4 separate regions of the Zea mays genome follow, and all the other regions are linked to region 4. Evidence: chromatin contacts called from public Hi-C data. All regions are on one chromosome and are shown on one strand. Each heading gives the region's core, a stretch centred on a gene start, on an enhancer-like site or on the middle of the called end of the contact. The rest is flanking DNA. Distances are from core to core; before and after follow the strand shown. Region 1 has its middle 21 kb from the start of LOC103638908. Region 2 holds the start of LOC103638908 (E3 ubiquitin-protein ligase ATL4). Region 3 has its middle 4.7 kb from the start of LOC100272260. Region 4 holds the start of LOC103638912.

Region 1 (2,856 bases), core at 256-2,755, 200 kb after region 4:
ATACAAGCAGTATTGTACTGTACTGTACTGTACTGTACGTGGGCAGGAGTAAAAAGCTCATGAAGTCGAGATCTCCGTGCCGCTGTACGTACAAGCAAGATGTGTGTGTGTGTGTGTGGTGGCTGGTGGGTGGGGGATTCGTACGTGCAGGCCGGCCTGCAGACTGCAGCGACATAATATTCCATAAGGAACCCCTGACTACACTACACATGGAGGGTGGAGTGGTGGTTGGCAAAATGGCAAGGAACGAACGCTTTGGCTGTCCTCATGGCACCACAGGAATGGAATTTCAATTTCTAGACCTGAATCACTGAATGGACGACCACAGCGGCCCCGGAAACTTGCTTCCGAATGAGGCCCGCCCAGGTGGCAAGTGCTGCGTGCATCTCAGAGCACAACAATGCCTTGCCTGCCATATGGTATAGCAGGGCTCAGTGGACTGCCTGTCTTTACGCGCGGGAGCACTCGTGAAGAGAGATAGTGCGTGTACGTACTACTCTCCTAGATCGCATCTGATCTGATCATGCAGCATAGATATGGACTGGCGGCAGGCAACGACACCGACGCATTCGTTGTCTTCAATCCTCTTCCCGAATCCTCAAGCCACCGCCAGCACGCAGCACCACCACTAGCCTCTGCCTCTCCTCCTCGATCACTTGCTTTCCATCGCGTGGTCTCCTCGCTCGCTCGCTGTCTGTCGCTCGCTGCGACGATGGAACCAAATATGATGCAGTTAGTACTGACGGACAGAGCAGCAGAGAAAGAGAGGGCAAAGGAACAGGGGCACTGCACGCTCCACCTCTCAGCGTCTGAATGGTGTCGCCATTGCGGAGCCCAACGCCGAGACAGCGACGACTGACCCACGCCCCCATTATTCCTCCGCCCACCTCCGGCATGTGGTGTTTAAAAAAAAACCATTTGTAAAAATAATACCATATTTTCCACAGCACGCCGACTGATGACATGGCCCTATTGGTCGCACACATATCCTTAGGCTCCGTTTGTTTCGTTGGAATTGAATTCTATTTTAATAATTATAATTTAGACAAAACTAATTAAGTTCATATATTTAAATATGTAATATATTTGTATATTATCCTAAATCATATGAGAGATAGTTATATACCATATTTATGTTATAGCAAAGTAAGTAGAAGAGAGTGCTATAAATTGTGCATTGGAAAAATATCATGTAAATCTATAAAATCAGTTTTTATCTATCACCACATGAATTTGAGATATGCTTATATGATTACTTTGGAAAGTGGTGGAATGTCACATTTTTTTAAAAAAAATAGTCTATTCCATTAGTAAGATTCTAATCCTCAAAATAAAAGAAAACAAACGAGACCTGATGGATTTTCTGAAAGTTTTTTTAAGGTTGAACTTTGATAGGGTCGGCGGACAGTCGGACTTCATTTCCACGCGCTGGTGTGATGGTGTCGACTTCGCTGGCTTGGTTAGCTGCAGATGCAAGGCTGCAGCATAAAACCACGACTGGGCCTGCCTGTACAATCTCAAAGATAACTAAACCGGAGAAGCCCATATGTCGAACTACACGTAAAGATTAGGCCCGTAGAGCGCTTTGCGCCGACAGTTCCATTTCGTGTGTCAGCTAGTTTGTGATAAACACATATTCCATTCGTCAACCCGAGAAGGAAGCACTTTTGGGGGCGCGAGAATCGGTGCGTCGGCAAATCAAAAGGGGAAGGAGGCTCGTAAAAGACTGCAGGCCCAGGCCAGGCCGGGCGGCTGCAACTCCACCTAAAGACGAAAAAAAAAGGTAGGCACAGGCACAGCAGCCAGGGACACCCCCTCAGCTTTCAGCTCCCGGGCGAATCATTCATCTGCACTCACTGTGCTGCGCCCGATCGCCGTCGTCTGCAGCTGCACGGCCACGGCCACGGCAGTGTGTGAAACAAGCAAAGCACGGCGCAGGGCAGCGCAGCGCAACACGGAGACGCGCAGCTGCCTGCCTGGCTGACACTAGTCATCATCACCATCTTCTCTTCCTCTTCCACCTCCTGCTGCTGCTGAAGAGGGAGGAGAAGAGAGCGCGGTCTGCCAACAGCTCCGTCTATTTTCTGCCAAAAGCTATTAGCTGCTCGTTCTGCACTGCAAAGTATGGGATTAGCTAGCTCGTGGAGCTAGGTTATGGCCGGTTCAGTGCAAAGATGTTCAACGTGAAGTTTTTGCTCGATCGATTCTGATTTATGATCGATCGATCTCGCTGGCTCTTTTCAATTCCTATCACGCGCTCTCCAAAGACAGCTGAACAAATTTCAGTTCCATTGCATTACAGTATTAATTCTCTCGATCGGTTCTAAATTACAAGATGTTCTAAAACAAATTACATACATAACTTCTGTTATACATTAAATTTAAATTATATCTAGATATATAAGTAAAGCTATATATTAGAAAAAAAAAGACAAAATATTTTATAATTTGGAACCGGGAGTGTACTGTTATACAACACTTGGGTGGTGGTGTTCTCTGCTGTCCATTAAAGAGATTTTCACTTTATTTAAAAAAAAGGAAAAAGGAGGCCAGCCGGGTGGGCCGCTACCAGACTTTTTGGCCGAGCTAGCCCACCGGCTAGCACTTTCTAGGGCACGACGAATGCCATGCCACACGAGTAGGAGAGGAGGTCGTGCGGGTGGCGGCGCTGAGGGCTGAGCAGTTTGGTTCTGGCCAAATTTCATGTCGTTCGCTGCTCAACCTCCTCCAGTTCGGCTCTTGAAATATGGAGTCTTTCTCCCTGCTCTTGAGCTCGCCAAAAATCTCAGCTCTCTGTTTCTATTCCTCCTCTCGGTTCCAGTCACGGTTTGGATCGATTCCTTCGATTCTTAGTGT
Region 2 (2,815 bases), core at 15-2,514, 220 kb after region 4:
ATTTGTTGAAATGTTCAAGTAGTGCGATGAAGGAGCTCCTTGCATATGAGACATGACATGGAGTCATGTGGCTAGATGGATAAGATCAAGAGACATGGTTTAGCTATGAAGGACCAGATTGCTAGTTGCAACGATGAAGAACAAGCAAAGTTATGATTGATAAATCAATAAGGCCACATGATGACATAAAGTGGATCATATCATATATGATGTATCAATCCGTTGAAGAATCATGTTAATTACAAGTAGCTTGATGGAGGTTGGATGCTTATGTGACATCACTGATGGAGGAGATGAAATGGAATACGCAAGTCAAATGTATTTTTTTATAGAGAGTTAAATGTGACTTAAATGTTGCATCTAAATAACTAATACTCCAATAGAAATAGATGAAATAGATGTAGATAAAATAAATTTCTCTTGATGGTGGTTTCACGCGCTTTCCAATACCTTGGAAACCGGGTGACATAGTTTCATGATGATGAAACTAATTTCACCTATTTCATAGTTAAATGTATTGTCATGTCATAAAAAACGTAAGTGACATACTAATTAATATCGTGAAATCTTCCATGAAACTCCCATTCAAAATGACCTTATGCGACTTAGGTAGTGTTTGGTTGAAGAACCAAGTAGAACGTAGTCGTTCCATCCCTGATTCTAAGAACGGAGCCGCTCTGTTCTGTGTTTGGTAATCTGGAACGGAACGACTCTGTTTTTTGTTTGGTTGCAGAGTGAACGGAGCGGAGCGTGACTGTGAGAGCGGGATGAGAACGGAGCGGCTCCGTCCGGTTAATTTTTTGGAGCGGAATGGTTCCGGATCTGAGGAGAATATTCTTTAATCGGAGACATTCCGTTCTAGTTCCGTTGTAACCAAACAGCAACAAAACTGGGATAGAACAGTTCCGTTCTACTTGGCTCTTTAACCAAACACTACCTTAAAGAGTGCTTAATTACAAATTGGTTTCCTCGAGAGCAGTTTTAGACTCTCAGAAATCACTCTAGTAATTTCATGCTAAACCAAATCACTTTGTCGTCTCCTGCTGCTTATGGCGTTTGCGTAATGCGTTGTAAAATAACTTTACAATTTCGTTTCTTTCCTGATATAGATATCGAAAATACCCGCTCACCAGTCATTTATTCCCCGGGGAACGATTTCTAGATATTTCGTGAAATCAAATCGAAAGATGAAAAAGAAAAGGTGCGGCAGCGACACAATTCAACGGGGAGCCAAAACTTTAGGACACAGAGATCTCGTTTGTGAGGAATCTAACACTGCCTCAGCTTAAATATCATTTGTTTGTTGTATAATCACGCAAGAATCCAACGTAACACCTGGTCCAGTCCCAGTCGCAGTCCGAGTCCCATCCCCTCATCTTCTATCAGTCGCCCTGGACAAATTAGCCGGCACAACTATAAATGGCAAGCCGCCACCGGACAAAACTACACTTATAAGCCACGGCCCACGGACAAGCCGTCCTCCACCCGCGCTCGCCACCACACCAGCAGGAGGCAGAGCGCGCGGGCGGCTGGGACAAGTACACGTTGATGGCATCTACCGCCATCCCGTCCCCGCCGCCTCCGGCAGTGCCGGAGCGGAGAGTGCCGCTGGTGCCGCGGCTGGCGGACGATGGCGGCGGGGACGGAAGGGGTGACGCGCGAGGGAGTAGCGCGGGAGGTGGCGGGAGCGGGAGCGGCAGCGTGGCGGGCATCTCGCCGAGCATCCTCGTCATCGCAGTCATCGTGGTGGTGATGCTGCTCGCGTCGCTGTGCATCCACTACTTTATCCGCCACCTCTGCCGCCACGTGGGCCCAGCGGGGTCCTCCTCCTCCTCCTCCTCTTTGTCCCGGCAGGCTCCGCCGCTCCCGCTCGTGGCGCGCCCCGCGGCGGGGGCGTCCGTGGCGCCCGCCGACGGCCAGGGCGGAGGAGGGAAGGCGGCGGCCGCGGCGGAGGCAGAGGCGGAGCGGCTCATCGCGCGCCTGCCGCAGTTCACGCTGTCCTCGTCGCTGGCCGCCGTGCCCAAGTCGTCGCGCGACTGCGCCGTGTGCCAGACCGCGTTCCGCGACGACGACGGGCTCCGCCTCCTGCCCGCCTGCCGCCACGCCTTCCACTCCCGCTGCGTGGACCCGTGGCTTCGCGCCAACCCGTCCTGCCCGCTGTGCCGCGCCTCCATCGCGCTGCCCCACCCGCCGCTCACGGACCTCCTCCGTGTGGAGCTCGGCAGCGTCAGCAGCCGCCGCTCCAACCCGGACGCTGCGGCCGCCGCCGTCCGCGCGTACCCGCTCCCCGGTGGCCTCCCCGACTCGGCGTCGTCGGAGTACCTCGTCGAGGAAGAGCTCCAGGTGGTGCTCAAACCGACCCCGCCCGCCGCCGCCGGGTCCAGCGACCCGACAAGCCAGCAGCAGCAACAGCTCGCCGCGGTGGAGCGCGGGCAGCCAACGTCGTCCGTGGGCCTGACCCCTACGGCATCGTTCAGGTCGACGGCGGAGCGGTGGAGCAGCAGGTGGAGCAACCGGTGGAGCAGCCGGTGGAGCAGCGGGCGCTGGAGCAACCGGTACGACGCTGGGACCGTGACGGCCGCGGCCACGGCGGAGTGGTGGTGGGACATGGACGGCGGCGTGGCCCCCCCGACGCGGCGGAGGGACGCGGACGACGGCAGCGCGTCGTTCTACGGGTTCGTGCGGTGGCTCACGGGGGCATACTAGTAAATACGGCCGTACGGTGCTAGCATAGTAGCATCCATGAAAGCGGTGGACTGCGGCGGCGGCGGCCGGTGTTCCCGAAAGTTCCCTCCTCGTCGTCTTTTCGGCATGC
Region 3 (2,983 bases), core at 161-2,660, 140 kb after region 4:
CCATCTATCTACCTTGGGATAGAATACGAGGGAGTGCAAACAGCTATTTGATTTACTAGTTTCTGCTAATCGGCGACAAAGACTATCAAATTCTGGAAAATAGAATTTGTAGGCACACCAAGTATACAATATTGTAACTTCAGGGGAAAAAATCACCAGGGTACAACTTTATAGCTAGAAAGCATCCACCATCAATTTCCAATAAACTGAATGAATATTTGGGATCCAAAGAAGTACGCAATGTTATAAGCTCTATATATGGCTTGAAGTACATAATGTTACCGGCTGCATGACTTGTTCACTGAGCCTGTAATTATTGTTTGTTGGCCAATAAAAATATCATATCTAAACTGACGCTCGACCATAACCTTCACGAGATCTAATGGATTATGCATATAAGTCAACTATATTTGGACCTGATGCAGACGCCCTTGCTGCGACACTGCCTGTGTTTAGTTTGCTGCTTCACGTGATTGCCTTCTCTAGAGTCTAGTTGTGGTGGAGGCCCAAGTCAATTGGCCAACGGCGATGGGAGTATAATCGGCTAGCGAGTGTGCAGGGGTTGTTGGACGTTTTGGCATGACCAAAGTCGCGCGACAAAGGAAAGATAATGATGCATCGCCCAACTGCCCCGTAGCAGCAGCAGCAGCAGCTGCTGTCAGTGGAAAACGAGAGGAGCATGCGCCGTGCAGCGCGCGGAGCACCACCGCAACTGCACAGCACAAGGAAGGCGCATGCGTATAGGTAGGCGGGGCAACGATCATTGATCCAGCCCGACCGGCACCGCAAACACAACACAACACAACACCCACCCCATTATTCCAAGCACGAGTCGGGTGAAGACAGGTCGCGCTCCAAGGAATTGCACCTTTGTCTTTTCCCCCTCATGTTGCGAGATCCAAGGAATTGCCGGCTCGGCCTCGGCCGATGTTGACGTTTGCATATAGGAGTAGGAGTACCGCACAGGCAGGCTCGAAGAGAGAGAGAGAGAGAGAGAGAGAGAGAGAGAGACAACAAAGTGCGGTATGGCAAGCTTTATTAGCTTTCGCTCACGCGCACCGTCCCAACGGCGCTTCAATGAGGCAAACAAAACACAAGAAGTCGTAACCCATCCCCACCCCGCGGTTTCGCAATCCTATCTCTTCGGATATTCCGGACTGATGCATCCCTCGCCCTCCCACCCGGCCAGCAAAAGCGGCGGGACGTTTTTCTCCAGCGCAAGCCAGTCGTGGTGCCATCCATCCATGCCTATGGAATTGCCAATCGAGGTGCACAGCACCACCCACACAGTGTTGCGTAGTACTGTAAGTACTTGTGTGTGACAGGAAGGTCAAGAACTCGTGCAGTCAGCAGACCTGCACAACCGCTGCGCGGGAACCAACGGTCATCCCCGGTGGAGCAGTGGGCACCACCAGACCACGCCGACCCCATTCGCCACTCTACTACTAACTTTGAATCAGCCCATCAGTGCGGGTGGGCCCAACTTCCCACCAAAAGGCCCGAGATCCCGTGACCGGTTGCGATCATGCGACCCGGGCGTCCTCTCCTGCCGTTGGCGGTCGCGGTTGCGCTCGCGACCAATTTGTTAAGAATTAATTCAACGGTGATCTCATCTTTACGAAAAGACACCCGTTCAGAAAAAGGTACAACCGTTCGTCGCCAGGATGCATGAAGCAAAGGACTCCGGGAAATAGAGATAGTTAGTGATTAGGTATCTGTTAGAAAAGGTGTCTGTTAGTGAAAAGTTGTAACTCTTTCTCTCTCTCTGTAATCCACGAAGGGGTACAAAGACACCTCTTCACTGTGTATAAATATGTACTAGATCAATGGAAAGGGACTACGAGTTCTCATTCTCTGTTCACACAACCGTTTACAATTAACACGTTATCAGCACATAGACTCAGACACTGAGTTTTGGACAGAGGAAACATCGTGGAATAGAAGAACAGAAGAACGCGAAGAAAGGAAAAACATCGCAGAATACAAGAACAGAAGAACGCGAAGAAAACTGTAAGTACAATGCCACCGATTACTCTTCGACGCGTCGTTCAGGCGATCCGCCGTGCCGTCATCAGGGAGTTCCTCCGCGCATACCGTGAAGGAATCCTCGACGACAATCGGATTGGCTTTGCCATTCACAGGGTAATGGTGAATCTGGTTAACACCGGTGTCACCGGTGTCTGGATTCCAAATCGCCGCAGTCATAATCGCAGTTCATCTCGTCGTCGTCGAGCACCACCAGTGGTGGTTCCCCCTCCACCGCCGGCGACAGCAACGTCCACACAAGTACCTGCATCAGTGTTTCAAATGGGAGGGACTTACCCGCACGGTTACTGTCCGTTTCACGGATTCGGACCATGTGCTCTGCGCGACGCAGGCGTTCTGGAGGCTACTCTCACCGCCGCCTACCAGTACTACAACTCTCAAGCGCAACCTGATGCAGTACCCATGGAGGAGATGCTCGCCACGGTCGCGGCTCCAAACCTTTACTCACCGACACCGGAGGTGGAACCTACTGCACCGCGTTGGAGACCACCAACACCGGCACCGCCAGGTTTCGGTCGTCCTCCAACCAGAGCAGCAAGAACAGGGTGTCCACCCTTCTTCAACGACGACGAGGTCATACCACCACCACCATCCGCGGTCCCGATGCCATCCCCTGCCTTGATTGAACGCAGCCGAGGTGCACAAATCGGACTGTGGGCGAACCTCAACTCCGTTAAAGTCGAATCCCCAAACTCTGACGGCGCCAGTGCATCTGGTTTCCTTCTTCTCTGATGAGGAGAGGGAGGATTCTCTGTCCTAAAAAAACAGAGGAAGAAGGGGAGGACAGGGGGATTGCTCGTGCTTATGCGGCGTACTTGGACTGACGGCAAGACGGCGGCGACCGGGACGCGAACTCGTAGGCGGCCGGACCCGCGGCTGGCGTCCGTGCAGTGCGCGCCCGCGGCTGGTGATAGTCGCCTAGAGGGGGGGTGAATAG
Region 4 (2,858 bases), core at 104-2,603:
TAAAATCTTTGGATTCTAGAGTTTCCCACCACAACCCTAGTTTCATATTTACTCATGCTCGGCTTTCATCAACTAGCTGATCATTTACTGAACAAATTTTGTGAGAGTATTCAAGAAAATCTGTGGCACACAGCACACTCCAGTTACAGTTACTTTGTGTGAACAATCTAGAGTTACTACTTGCATCTCCAGCCTTATATTGTTTACCTAATGGTATGCTTCTCTTTAACAGCAAACTTCATATTCAGGGATCCAAATAATTCACTCCGAGCAGAGTGTTTTTCTAATTCTGTGATTTTATAAGCTAGCGGTGTCAAAAAATTTCACAGATAACCACAGCGCTCTAGCCCCTTGTGCTGACAAATTTCTAAACCAATTTTACAAAATGCTGGTTTGCTTGAAGACATGCTTCGTGGCTGATGACATCTCAACATTGAAGATTGCTGGTAAAAAACGCTCAGAAACAAGCATGCAGTCTTACACCTGAATACCCACAAAAATGTGTCACCAAGTCAGTTCCGTACCTCTCTGACTCTGAACACTGAAACTAAAACCTCTTAGGAACAGTCATAGCTAAAACAGTTCTGTAATCACAGAGGAACCAAAGTGCAACACTAGGGAGTCGCAGATTGATCAAATTCATCAATCCAACTTCTGCCCCTGATATAACTAGCTCAAATTGTTGTCGTTAGCCCCCATCCAATGCAACCACCACGTATAGCATACAAAACAACCCAAGCTCAGACTGAACTCCTCAACGTTATCAATTGATCAGCACTACTAATAGGCACGCAAGACGCAGAAACTTTTAAGATAAAAAATGTCAAACGAACCCCCAAACTGCTAGTGTGCTTACACAAGGAGTCGGATTAATCAAAGCAGGAGCGACGGGCGGATAAGAAGGGAAGTGGCGGCTAGGCGTCCTGACTGACCTCTCCAGACGCTGATCTTTAGCGCCTCCTTGCTGAGGCCCCGGACGTAGTTGCCGAGGTACTTCTGCAGCAGGAAGGCGACCTGGTCCTCCAACATCTCGGCCGCCGCCGGCGATCGGCAGCGCCCGCCGGCGCCACCAACGCGAGACCCGAAGGTGCGGAGGGGCTGAGAAGCGCTCCGCCTGTCGGTCCCCTTGCTCGGCGTGCCGCGTGAGCGAGAAGAGAAAGTACTGGGCTAGCAACACAGCAGACAGCCCACACGCAGGGCAGGCGGTTTCCTACTTTCCTTGTCTTGGACGAGTCGAGGAGAAATGGGAGTAGGGACCAGGGACCAGGGAGGCGGAGGAGATCGCTAGAACAAGCAGGTGGAGCGACTTGCCGGGAATGCCCTCGCTCGTCGGGGACATCTACGGATCTTGCCTCTTGCCTGGGCCCGCGGTTTACGTAAGCCGTCAGGATTAGGGTGCCGTGTGGCGTCCTTTGTGGGACGTGGCGGTTTAGGAAGTGACTTCATCGTCCAGCACGCACGTGAGAGCCCACAGCTGGATCCGTTGAATGAATGGCAAAACACAATTAGGGTTAGTTTGAAGAAAACTCAAATCCCCTTAAAATCTCTATCATTCTCTATCATTTTCTAGTTGCTAATAGGAGGTTTTCTTTCCTGATTTCATCTTCCCTTCTTTCAATCTAGCCCTTAGAGTTGTTAATTTCAAATTAAATAGTGTAGTTACGTCTTGTGTTAGTAAAGAGTTAAACTGTTCTGAAGCTTTTTTATCACCATATAATCAAACTAACAAAAGTCATATAGAATCTAAAAACATTATAGACATAATCTTTTTGGCACTATTGCAGCTACATCCCTAGTATCATCTCATATTTTAAGAAGAAGCACCTAGCTGCCTTTGTAGCTTCCGTGAATAGCTTCATACTTTATAACTAGGTATATGCACGTGAGTTGTCACGAGGCGGAAGAGCGGGGTGGAGCGGTGTCTATACTACAAATATAATTATTGTTTATTCCTTAACACTAAGGTATATGTTGTCTGTTGGTTAGCCCGAAATTTCTAGAGCAAAAAAATGGGTGTGGGTTCGAGTGCTCGCTCTGCACTATTTTTTGTGTGTGCTGAGCGTGGGGAGGGTGAAGTCGTGGTAGCACCAGCCCACATTAGGTTTTTAATAGATTACTAGGAATATACTCATGCGTTGCAACGGGGGACACTTGTGCACGTATAGGTCACTATTTAGTGATGCTATCAATAATCAACTCAGCAATCATAACAAACATCGAAATCTGCCATTTCAAACAACCAAAATTGGCTCAATGCCACTATTAATTGAAATAGGCAAATCCTAAGTTGATAATACATGATACGGTGATATACCATTACCTCCATATAACAATTTTGTATTGTAGGGTGAAAAAAATATAAAAAGGATATCCTAAGCCCATTGAAAGAGGATGGTGAGTTGTGATTATCAAAATTATTTTAGCACACAAATATGACCCTTTTATCTTTTATATTGTGGGAAAATGTGTTGTGGCATGATTTCTATATCTCTATCTCTATTACTTATTAAGGCTGCAAGAGTAGTCTGTCATTGCGTGTTCTGCCACCATTCCTGTTCTGTCATTCCCGTTCTGCCACCATTCTCATTCCTTGTTCTGCATTTCTCATTTGCTGTCATTCTCATGTTCTGCTATCATTCTATGTTTTCGCATTCTCATTCTTTGTTCTCATTCCCCCGTACAGCCCACGTCTACCTAAAATTAAAAAACACATGTCCTCAAGGGGATTTGAACCTGTGACCTCTCAAACAAAGGCCAATAGTAGCTACCGCTACACCACATATGTGTTTATGTCTGCATATATGACAGGAAACACATCTACTACATCTCTCACCAAGCTCACTTGCTACCCTGATAAG

Evidence for each region. A called contact is a pair of places that touch in the nucleus more often than the background predicts.
Region 1: a contact with region 4 is called in a Hi-C map of leaf, with 5 times the contacts expected there. The contact joins the enhancer-like site here to the promoter of LOC103638912 in region 4. A contact is called at or near these places in 4 of 25 Hi-C or Micro-C datasets (endosperm, leaf and tassel).
Region 2: a Hi-C map of tassel shows a contact between it and region 4, with 2.5 times the contacts expected there. The contact joins the promoter of LOC103638908 here to the promoter of LOC103638912 in region 4. A contact is called at or near these places in 4 of 25 Hi-C or Micro-C datasets (bundle sheath, ear, leaf and 1 more).
Region 3: a Hi-C map of leaf shows a contact between it and region 4, with 4 times the contacts expected there. The contact joins the enhancer-like site here to the promoter of LOC103638912 in region 4. A contact is called at or near these places in 10 of 25 Hi-C or Micro-C datasets (bundle sheath, ear, endosperm and 4 more).

The regions. Positions count from the first base shown.
Region 1 is chr9:118,955,535-118,958,390 of Zm-B73-REFERENCE-NAM-5.0, reverse strand. No RefSeq gene overlaps it. Among protein-coding and RNA genes, the nearest start is that of LOC103638908, 21 kb to the right of the region's middle. Within about 2 kb of position 1,505, at least 19 of the 20 cell types and tissues checked have an H3K27ac peak or open chromatin away from gene starts, as enhancers often do. A contact at or near this core is called in endosperm, leaf and tassel, where this site is marked.
Region 2 is chr9:118,934,603-118,937,417 of Zm-B73-REFERENCE-NAM-5.0, reverse strand. It overlaps LOC103638908 (E3 ubiquitin-protein ligase ATL4), which reads left to right and starts at 1,264. Exons shown (of 1, transcript XM_008661698.3): 1 at 1,264-2,815. The coding sequence starts at 1,549. The coding sequence ends at 2,706.
Region 3 is chr9:119,014,653-119,017,635 of Zm-B73-REFERENCE-NAM-5.0, reverse strand. No RefSeq gene overlaps it. Among protein-coding and RNA genes, the nearest start is that of LOC100272260, 4.7 kb to the left of the region's middle. Within about 2 kb of position 1,410, at least 18 of the 20 cell types and tissues checked have an H3K27ac peak or open chromatin away from gene starts, as enhancers often do. A contact at or near this core is called in bundle sheath, ear, endosperm and 3 more, where this site is marked.
Region 4 is chr9:119,157,957-119,160,814 of Zm-B73-REFERENCE-NAM-5.0, reverse strand. LOC103638912 reads right to left here and starts at 1,353. Exons shown (of 63, transcript XM_008661702.3): 1 at 933-1,353. The coding sequence starts at 1,029.